Regions from separate parts of the Gossypium hirsutum genome. Here regions 1 and 3 are each linked to region 2. Evidence: chromatin contacts called from public Hi-C data. All regions are on one chromosome and are shown on one strand. The core of a region is the stretch at or near the end of the contact, and the rest is flanking DNA. Distances in the headings are between cores, read along the strand shown. Region 1 holds the start of LOC107950661 (DNA-directed RNA polymerases II, IV and V subunit 11). Region 2 holds the start of LOC107950640 (nuclear transcription factor Y subunit A-1). Region 3 holds the start of LOC107953709.

Region 1 (3,017 bases), core at 86-2,585, 140 kb after region 2:
TGTATAATGTTAAAATACTTGATCATAGTATAAATATTTGAGTGATTTTGTGTATGTTAAAATACTTGTTGCCAAACGCATCGAAAGTATAAAAAAAAAAAACCACATTTTGTGGATAGTTTTAGCAATTGAATTGTTTTTGTTTTAGCTTCACCTAGTATCTATATATTTTTTATAAATAAAATAAATTTTTTAATAATTTTTTAACTGAACTGTAACCCAAATAATGAGTGATACTAAAATAATAAAATATTTTATAAGTAATATACATAAAATTAGAAGAGGGGCATTGTTTTCTTAACTTCCCCCACTTTAACCAAACTAATAACTTAGCCAAACTAATAACTTAACCACTTTAACCACTTTACCTAAACTTAATATTCTAGAAGATCCTGTAATTTCTAACTCTACTGTTTCTACCAAAAAAAAATGCAGAAGAAAAATGAAAAAATTTAGAAATGAGAATATATGATATTAATTGTTAAATTCTGATATGATATTATCATCCAAAAGTTGGAGGAGAGCCAAAGGAGAACATATAAAATGAATCTTTATAAGTGAACTTAATTATACAAATCAACAGTGCCGTAATTAGGGACATCTAAAATAAAAAATTGTTTATTTAATTCTTTTAAAAATTTAAAAAATTTAGATTAATAAAGATAAAATTATATTTGACACCTTAAAAATATAAAATTTTGATTTAATCCTTTAAAAATTATAAATATTTAGACTATTGAAAATTATAATTTAATTTAAGCCTTTAAAAATATCTTCTAGCTTCGCCCCTTGAAAAATTATTCATTTAGTTCCTTTAAAAATGTTAAAATTTTAAATTAATAAAATTAAAATAGCACTTTAGCCCCTTAAAAATAATAAAATTTTGATTTAATCATTTAAAAATTATAAATATTTAGGCTATTGAAATTTATAATTTAATTTCAGCGCAAAAAGAATTTTTTGGCTTCTCCCCTACAAATTAAGTAGGTTCAAGTTTAACTAGCAGAAAAATTGGTATTGTGTTTAAGATATTTGTAAAGCTAGCACACATCTAATATTCAAATTCTATGAATTTAATTTGGGGTAAAACCTTCAAAGCTGATATGTAACAATTTAATTTGATTTAATACTACATCAGTCATCGTTAAATCACGTCATTTTATTAACAATAAAATTAATGTGTAAGGACTAAAATGTTAGTTTTTCAAATATAGAAATTAAAATGAACTTGATGATATGATATGATAGAGGGACTTGTAATAAACTTTAACCAATAGAGTAGAGGGAGGAAAATTAATTTTTGAGATATTATTTTTCTTAAGCACAAGTTGAAACGACATCGTAATGACTCATTCCCACGGGGTCTTCCCATTTCATGCAACAGTTACACTGGCACCGAGGCTGAGCCACCAAACCATTTTGATTTTCTCCGGCGGCGGTGAGAGCAAGAGTTTGCAGAAGAGAAGAGAAAGAGTGAGAAGGCCATGAACGCCCCCGACCGTTACGAGAGATTCGTCGTCCCCGAGGGGACCAAAAAGTAGGCTCTTTATCCCTAAATCCTCTGTTTATCAAACTCACTGCTACATATTTGTTGGTTAAATTTTTAGGGTTTCTTACGAGAGAGACACCAAAATAATAAATGCGGCCACCTTCACAATCGAGAGAGAAGACCACACCATCGGCAACATCCTCCGAATGTACGCATCATACGATATTCGTCCCCTTTCAAACTTCGTCTCTTTTTGCTTATTTTTGCTGGATTAAGCTCCTAATTATTTGTCTTTTCCTCCCTTTATTGTTAACGGTGATAAACAATCAGGCAATTGCATGGAGATGAGAACGTTTTGTTTGCTGGCTACAAGCTTCCTCACCCTCTGCAGTACAAAATCCTTGTTAGGGTTAGTCTTTTTCTTTGTTGGATAGGGCTAAACGCTATTAATTTTTTGGATTTTATCGAATGCATTCCGGTGCCAGTTGTTTTCGGGTTTTAACCAATTTGATGCAATTTCGTAGATCCACACAACCAGTCAGTCTTCTCCAATGCAAGCATATAATCAGGCTATAAACGATCTGGATAAGGAACTTGATCATCTGAAGAGTGCATTTGAGGTGACATTTGTCTTTCTTCATAACTTACTAGTGCTACTGTCGGTTAAATTTCGTTTACATAGGGGAAATTGCTTTTGTATCCGACTGCAAGGTAGTTAATATAATCTAACTTAAAATTCCATGAAGAAATTCAAGTACTTATACCACTACTTCTCCAACCGATGACTTGTGATAACTATCATATTTCCTATTAAAGTACCTTTTTTCTTATTGTAGATTAGTCATCAGTTTGCCTATATAACTCTACTCATAAAATTGCTTGCATCACTTCTTCACTTGTCCAATTAGAATGATCTGCTTAGGGTGCACTTTCACGAACCTGTGACAAATTAGGATTATAATTCTCTCTCTCTCTCTCTCTCTCTCTCTTTCTCTTTGTGTGTGTGTGTGTGTCTCACACACAAACACCCAACAGAAGCTTTCACATATGACATAACTACCAATTTACTTAAAATTGAATATTTTATTGATATATTAATGTTAAAAATCATTCATTTTGATAGTTCTGGTGAGTTTCGTGCTTGTATTGAGCTTCATCCTTATGCTTTTTATATTTCTCTTTGCAGGTTGAGGTAGAAAAGCATTCAAGGGACTTCTAATGTGTGTTTGAGGCGCTCAGTTAACCAGGGGTTTTGTGTTATGACTTTGAAAGGAAAAACAACCAAATAACTTTGAGACATCTGCAATGCATGCTATTCAGGCTTTTGTAATGACACTATTTTGAAATCTGTCTCAAAGTTGTTCAAGAAACAATCCTTCTGCTTTCTCTATTATGTTTTCCTAACCAAGCTGACTGATTGCAAAATGTTACTTATCTATGATATATTTGTGCATTTGCTAATGATATTTGATAGTTAAATGATTCTGTATTACATACTAGCTGTGCATTTGTCTTGTTTTTTACATAT
Region 2 (2,934 bases), core at 302-2,801:
TGGGATAGAGGTGATTCACATCCTAGATAGTGTGAAGAGTCACTAAAATTAGTGATTTAGAATTATGTGTAGAGTATAGGTTATGCATTTGGTCTTGTTCCTTTCTCTTTATTAAAAAGAGTTATTTACATATGAATGAGGGCTTGGGGTAGTGGACCCTTAATCTTATGATTGCACCTTTAGTATTATCAAATTTAAACCCAAATTAGAGGTTGGCCCAAATATGACTTTTTTCGAAATTGGTTACCTTGGAAAGTTTGAAACATAGTAAGATTGGATTTGATGTAATAGACATTCTTATTGGCATCACGATGATACCTTTTTCATGGTTGCAAGAGGTGCTCATACGAGAAGACGTGAGAGACATTCAAACGTACCGTATAACATATTTAAATTTTTGTGTGTAGATTTTATACAAAAAAAATAAAAAATAATCAACATTTTATATTTTTAAATAAAAAACATCTTTTAAAAAAATTAATTAAATTAATGTCCCACTTATTAATTTGATTAAAAAAATAAATATAATATAGAGGGTGATGATAGTTATAGAATGTTAATGGGGCCGCTATCCTTAAACACAAACGAAAATGATATTTAAATGAAAAAAAAAATAATAAAGTGGGGTTTGTTTTTAAATATCAATTTTGGATCAATCCATGTGTCTCTTAATGATTATCATCAAGAAGGGGGATTTTTGCCGGTCATTCAGCTTGCCTATATATTTTATTCATGTAATACAAAAATGGTGGTGCTGGCCGATGGCCATTTTTATTATTAGTTTATTCCCTGTAGAAACCGTTTGACTCTCCGTGGATTTAACAACAAATTGAAAATTTTGGGTTTAGAAAGAGAATTTTCCCTATAGAAATTTTCAATTTTCAATTAATTTATTTTAATTGAAGTTAATTAATCAAAACTCTCTCTCTCTCTCTATATATTTATATTCGATATTATGAAGTGGTATAAAATGTAGGCATATAAAGGTTAGTTTGGTTGGATTGGATTAAGTAATAAAAAAGTTATAGATTTAAGTGATGAATATTAGTGGGACCGCTGCTTGTTGTAAGTTGGAACTTCCACTACGTGCTTAATTGCTTATCCATAATACCAATCCAACATATTTGAGTTTGATCTTCAGCTTGCTTTCTTTTCGTAATTTTAAATGTCCACAACCAAACCTATTTTGCACTGTTAGGTTTAGGTATAGATACATGTCACTCGGATAAGATATTTTTTTTATTATTCATGTTTTTTTCTTAATTATTTTGTGGTTCATAAATAGGAATCGTTTTAAAATTTATAATTAAAACTTAAATTATGAAAAATACCATATAATTTTTAATAAAAAATGCAAAATTTATATTTTGATAAAATAAAACGAAATTAACTCTTTCAAAAAAATCGAAAAATAATATAATTTTAAACTTTTATAAAATACGAAACCAAATATAAAAAAATTTAATTTTTTAATTTTTCTAAAATACATAATTAATAAAATCAGACCTTTGTATATCAATCAAATTGAAATGTGAAAAATTTGAACGTGCTGCAGAATTAAAAAAAGAAAAAAAAATTTGAATGCCGCCTACCCATTAAAAAAGAAAATCAATGCCTGTCGCCATGTCTCTGTTAAGGTTGCATAGATAGAGCGCAAAATGGACCAATCTCTGTGATCTTTGCTTCTCAAAATCAAATCCTTTCAGCCCCTCTTCCTTCCATGCTTTTCCTACAGTAAGTCCTCTGCATTTATCCAAATATTCTTTTTTGTTTTTTCAACTTTTTCCTCTCGAAATGATCTTTCTTCTTCTTCTTTTTTCCCTAGATTTGATCCAATATTTCGAAGACGATTACTTTAGGGTTTTTAATCACTCAACTCGTCAATTTTCTTTTTCTTCTTTGATGTTATGTGAGTTTCGTCTTTGGTTTATGAGAAAATTGGAGGAAAGAATATTTACACGATTTATGGGGGGCTAGAATTAGTCGTGCCCAAAATGCAAAATTAGAAATCTAATTACTTAGTTGTATTAAGTTCAGCTGGACTTCAATTCACTCTGTTTCTCTGTTTTGTTAATTAGGTCTCTAAATTGTATTTGTTCATTTCTTGTGTCCGTTTCTCTGTTTTTTTAAGGGGCTGGGCTTCTGATTCCCAGAGTAAAGTAGTGAATAATGCCAGCAAAACCGCGGAATGAAGATCAACGGATGCACCATGGTGCTCAAAGTGTGTTGAACTCAACTGCCTCCTTGGAGCCCTGGTGGAAAGCAGTAGGGATTGACCTCTTAGGTGAAGCTGCTTCAAAGTCAACCTCTGCAGAGAAAAAAAATGGTCCAACAGCAGATGGAGGTAATCCAGTTAAGAGAATCTGATTAGTGTAGGATCACTACTTGGATTTCTCGTATTAGTTAAAGATGGGATGATGCTTCTTTTTTTTATGCTAACAAGACATCAGTTTTGGGACCTAGTGAATTATGTAATTTGGTATCGATGGAGCGTCGTTTTTAGTGGTCTTAATAACTTTATACGATCTGTCTCAGTTTCTTACGTAGTGCCATGTGACAATAATAACTAGTGCCATGTGATATCTCTGCTTCTTGTATAAAAATTGATTCATACCATGTACTCATTACATTTTGATGTATTCTTTGTTTCTGGATCAGATGGGCGAAATGGACATGATGAACAATATCTCAAGCATGTCCCTTCTGCAGCCCTCAAGCATGTCCCTTCTGCAGCCCCCCTTACATTGGTTGAACACCTTGAACCAAATTCCCAAATGGAACTAGCTGGCCACTCAATTGTAAGTCCTCTCTCTCTCTTACTCAGACAAACCCATTCACACATTTACATACCATACCTATAGGAGCGGTCACGAGCTTGCACTGACATGCATCCATCCATGTATTTTAGCAGTCAAACTACTTTTTTATTCTTTA
Region 3 (2,894 bases), core at 20-2,519, 240 kb after region 2:
AGAAGGTGCGGGGAGCAATGAGAGGAAGATGGTTGTCGAACTGATGACTACTGAGGAAGGAGGCTGGTACTACTTTCTAACCATGCCCTTCCTTCCGTTACTTTTGTATATCATTGCATTGCATTTGTATTTTTAAGGCCTTAGGGGGGAAAAGTTCCTAATTAGTGGAATGTAAATCTGTTTGTCATAGTGTAATGCGAAAGAAAGCAAAACCATTTGTTATATATACTAGTATGTAAATATTTTGTGTTGGAACAGGATCAGGTATAGCCGTTAGGTTTGGGTACTTTGTGTTGAATTGGGGCCATTCATGGTTGACAGTTGAGACCTTTCTCTCTCTCTAACTGAACCAACTAAGAAACTTCTAATGGAGCTATCAATCTGAGCAGACACCCTGATGAGCACAGGCAGAGCCCAATAATATGAAACTTTTTTAACTTTCTGAAGCCGAAGCAGCATTGGGGTGCAAACTTTAACCAATGTCCTCTCTTAACTCGAACTCATGCAATACAAGAGTAGGTATATACATTTACACATTGCAGGTGAAATCTGAGTTGGTAGGGTTTGGGACATCATTGCAAGGCATGTGTAGCTAAGATCACCCTTTTGTTTGAGGGATATGGAGTTGTTAATGAGTTCTTAGTACTGTCATGTTTACGGCCACGCTTCTAACAGAACTGTAAGCAACGCATGAAGAAGATATTAAGTAATGGCATGAATTTGATCTTTATAGTGAATCTGTCCAAATATAATTTGATTTGTTAATTTCATACTATAATAAATGTCATCAAAGATGTGAGAGATAAGCTTAGGTTGAATTTTCTTTTTTAATTGAATAGCAACTTAAGAAATTAACCGATTGTAATGATGGGTATATTTGGAACAGCCACACAGAAAAAGTCCATGTCCTTAAGAAATTTCTAATATCAAGAAAGAAAGGAAATGATCTTCTTAGTTCCTTGGGATTACTAAATTTAATTTTTTTTTAAAAAGTTCTAATTGGATTTGTTCTAAAAACGAACTGGGAACATTCTATAGAGTCATTAAATTCAAAGAAACCCAAATTAGTCAAGGCCAATAAGGCAATAAAAGATAATATATTCCAAAGTTATCAACTCAAGAAAAAACCATAGGCTTTAGCACATGGTTTTGGGTCTCATTTTAAGGGTTAAGTCAAAATATTAAATGTAGCCCACTGAAATACAGGTCAAGCCAACCAGCCATCGTAAACTTCCCTGGCCTGCCTTTTTCATATAAATACTCAAATTGCACTTTCAATCACCAAATTCTGCCTATACAAAACAAATCCACCCTACAGTTTTTCAAGGTTTATTTTCACCAACCACACGAAAAAAGAAAAAAGTGTTCATTATGGGGCGTTGGATGAAGCCAGAGGTATGGACAAAATGAATAATTTATATTTTATTATTTTATTTTCTTTGGTTAATTGGCTTTTTTTTTTCTTAGGTGTACCCTCTAGTAGGAGCCATGGCCTTTGTAACTAGCATGTGTATCTTTCAGCTTACAAGGAACGTTTTCTTAAATCCTGCTGCCAGGTACTTTTTTGTTTTTTAATCATAATTTTTCTTACGTAAACAAGTATATTTTTGGGTCTCAAAATTGTTAATTTTTTGCAGGATCAACAAATCTGATCGTAGCCAAGCAGTGCTAGAAAACTATAAGGAAGGAGAAAAATATGCAGAACATGGGCTTCGTAAATTCCTAAGAACACGTCCCCCTGAAGTCATGCCAGCCATTAACCATTTCTTCTCTGAAGATAAATGAGCAGTTCAAATGGATTATACCCTCTCTGGTTTACATGAATTTGTGTATGAATAACAAGATATCAATATGTATTTTGCATTTTTTTGGGGTTTTATTTGGATTGAATAAAGAACTAAGGTTTATATTTATATTTGTATATAACAAATTATTTACTACATATGACACATGTAGGTTGCTATAACTAGGCTGAAATTGCAAGATTCCAAAATATGAGCACAAAATAATTACAATCTTTACTTGGATAATTCGGACGCAACGTAACAATATAATATATGAAAAAGATAATTAAAGTGACGTTTATTAGAAAAATTATAAGAAGAGCGGGGCTGCTGTTGAGGGCATTGAGAGCAAAGCAGGCTGTTTTGGTGGCTCTGGATGCTATATTGATGTCATTCATAGTCTATAAACTTTAAAATCTTCAAATTAATAATATTTCAATCATTCTACTCACATATATGATGGAAAAAAATTTAATTAATCTAAACAAAATTTCACAGATTAAAGTAAAAAACCAGATGCTGATAGATTAAAAAACTCCTATGACAATAGGTATGTTGTATGTTAGAGATATCCAAACGTTTGTAGTAAATAAAAAAATAACAAGTATTTATATTTTTAAGTAGATGTCGATAATGCTATGTATAACTCTCATTGATAAGGTTAGAGTATGGTGATTTTAGGAGATAAAAGCAAAACAAAGCATATATTTAGGGTTACCGAATTATATAAAGCAGTTTTTATTAATTTTCCCAATAACAATGGTTGGACACTTTAAAGACCAACGTTCAGACTTTGTTGTTATCATTTCCTCTCCTAATTTTATAATAATTTCATGAAAAACAATCAAACAAATTATTTATAGCCGAACAAAAACAACATTTTTGAAATTCAACTATCAAAATTGAATTACATTCCAAAACTCATATTACAAAATATCATATATATATACCTAATTTGAGAAATCAGGGGACAAAAAATCTAAGCAAGAATGACAAATGTGATAAATTATTTGGGATACAGAAAATATGTTAAGCTCAAAATTATGAACGGTTTCATTCATATAAATCTTGGATCTTAATTCATTTTAGATGATTTCAGTAAATTCCTGA

What was found. A called contact is a pair of places that touch in the nucleus more often than the background predicts.
Region 1: a contact with region 2 is called in a Hi-C map of hypocotyl, with 3 times the contacts expected there. The contact joins the promoter of LOC107950661 here to the promoter of LOC107950640 in region 2. A contact is called at or near these places in 11 of 34 Hi-C or Micro-C datasets (anther, callus, hypocotyl and 3 more).
Region 3: a Hi-C map of leaf shows a contact between it and region 2, with 2.3 times the contacts expected there. The contact joins the promoter of LOC107953709 here to the promoter of LOC107950640 in region 2. A contact is called at or near these places in 3 of 34 Hi-C or Micro-C datasets (all in leaf).

What each region holds. Positions count from the first base shown.
Region 1 is chrA08:8,129,863-8,132,879 of Gossypium_hirsutum_v2.1, forward strand. It overlaps LOC107950661 (DNA-directed RNA polymerases II, IV and V subunit 11), which reads left to right and starts at 1,336. Exons shown (of 5, transcript XM_016885545.2): 1 at 1,336-1,537; 2 at 1,608-1,697; 3 at 1,820-1,898; 4 at 2,014-2,109; 5 at 2,676-2,981. The coding sequence starts at 1,485. The coding sequence ends at 2,708. It overlaps LOC107950651 (polygalacturonase QRT2), which reads left to right. Exons shown (of 9, transcript XM_016885535.2): 9 at 1-62.
Region 2 is chrA08:7,991,365-7,994,298 of Gossypium_hirsutum_v2.1, forward strand. It overlaps LOC107950640 (nuclear transcription factor Y subunit A-1), which reads left to right and starts at 1,552. Exons shown (of 7, transcript XM_016885527.2): 1 at 1,552-1,734; 2 at 2,132-2,344; 3 at 2,659-2,798. The coding sequence starts at 2,170.
Region 3 is chrA08:8,232,504-8,235,397 of Gossypium_hirsutum_v2.1, forward strand. LOC107953709 reads left to right here and starts at 1,270. Exons shown (of 3, transcript XM_016889099.1): 1 at 1,270-1,395; 2 at 1,468-1,556; 3 at 1,638-1,913. The coding sequence starts at 1,372. The coding sequence ends at 1,785. LOC107950686 (pentatricopeptide repeat-containing protein At3g53170) reads left to right here. Exons shown (of 3, transcript XM_016885593.2): 3 at 1-1,073.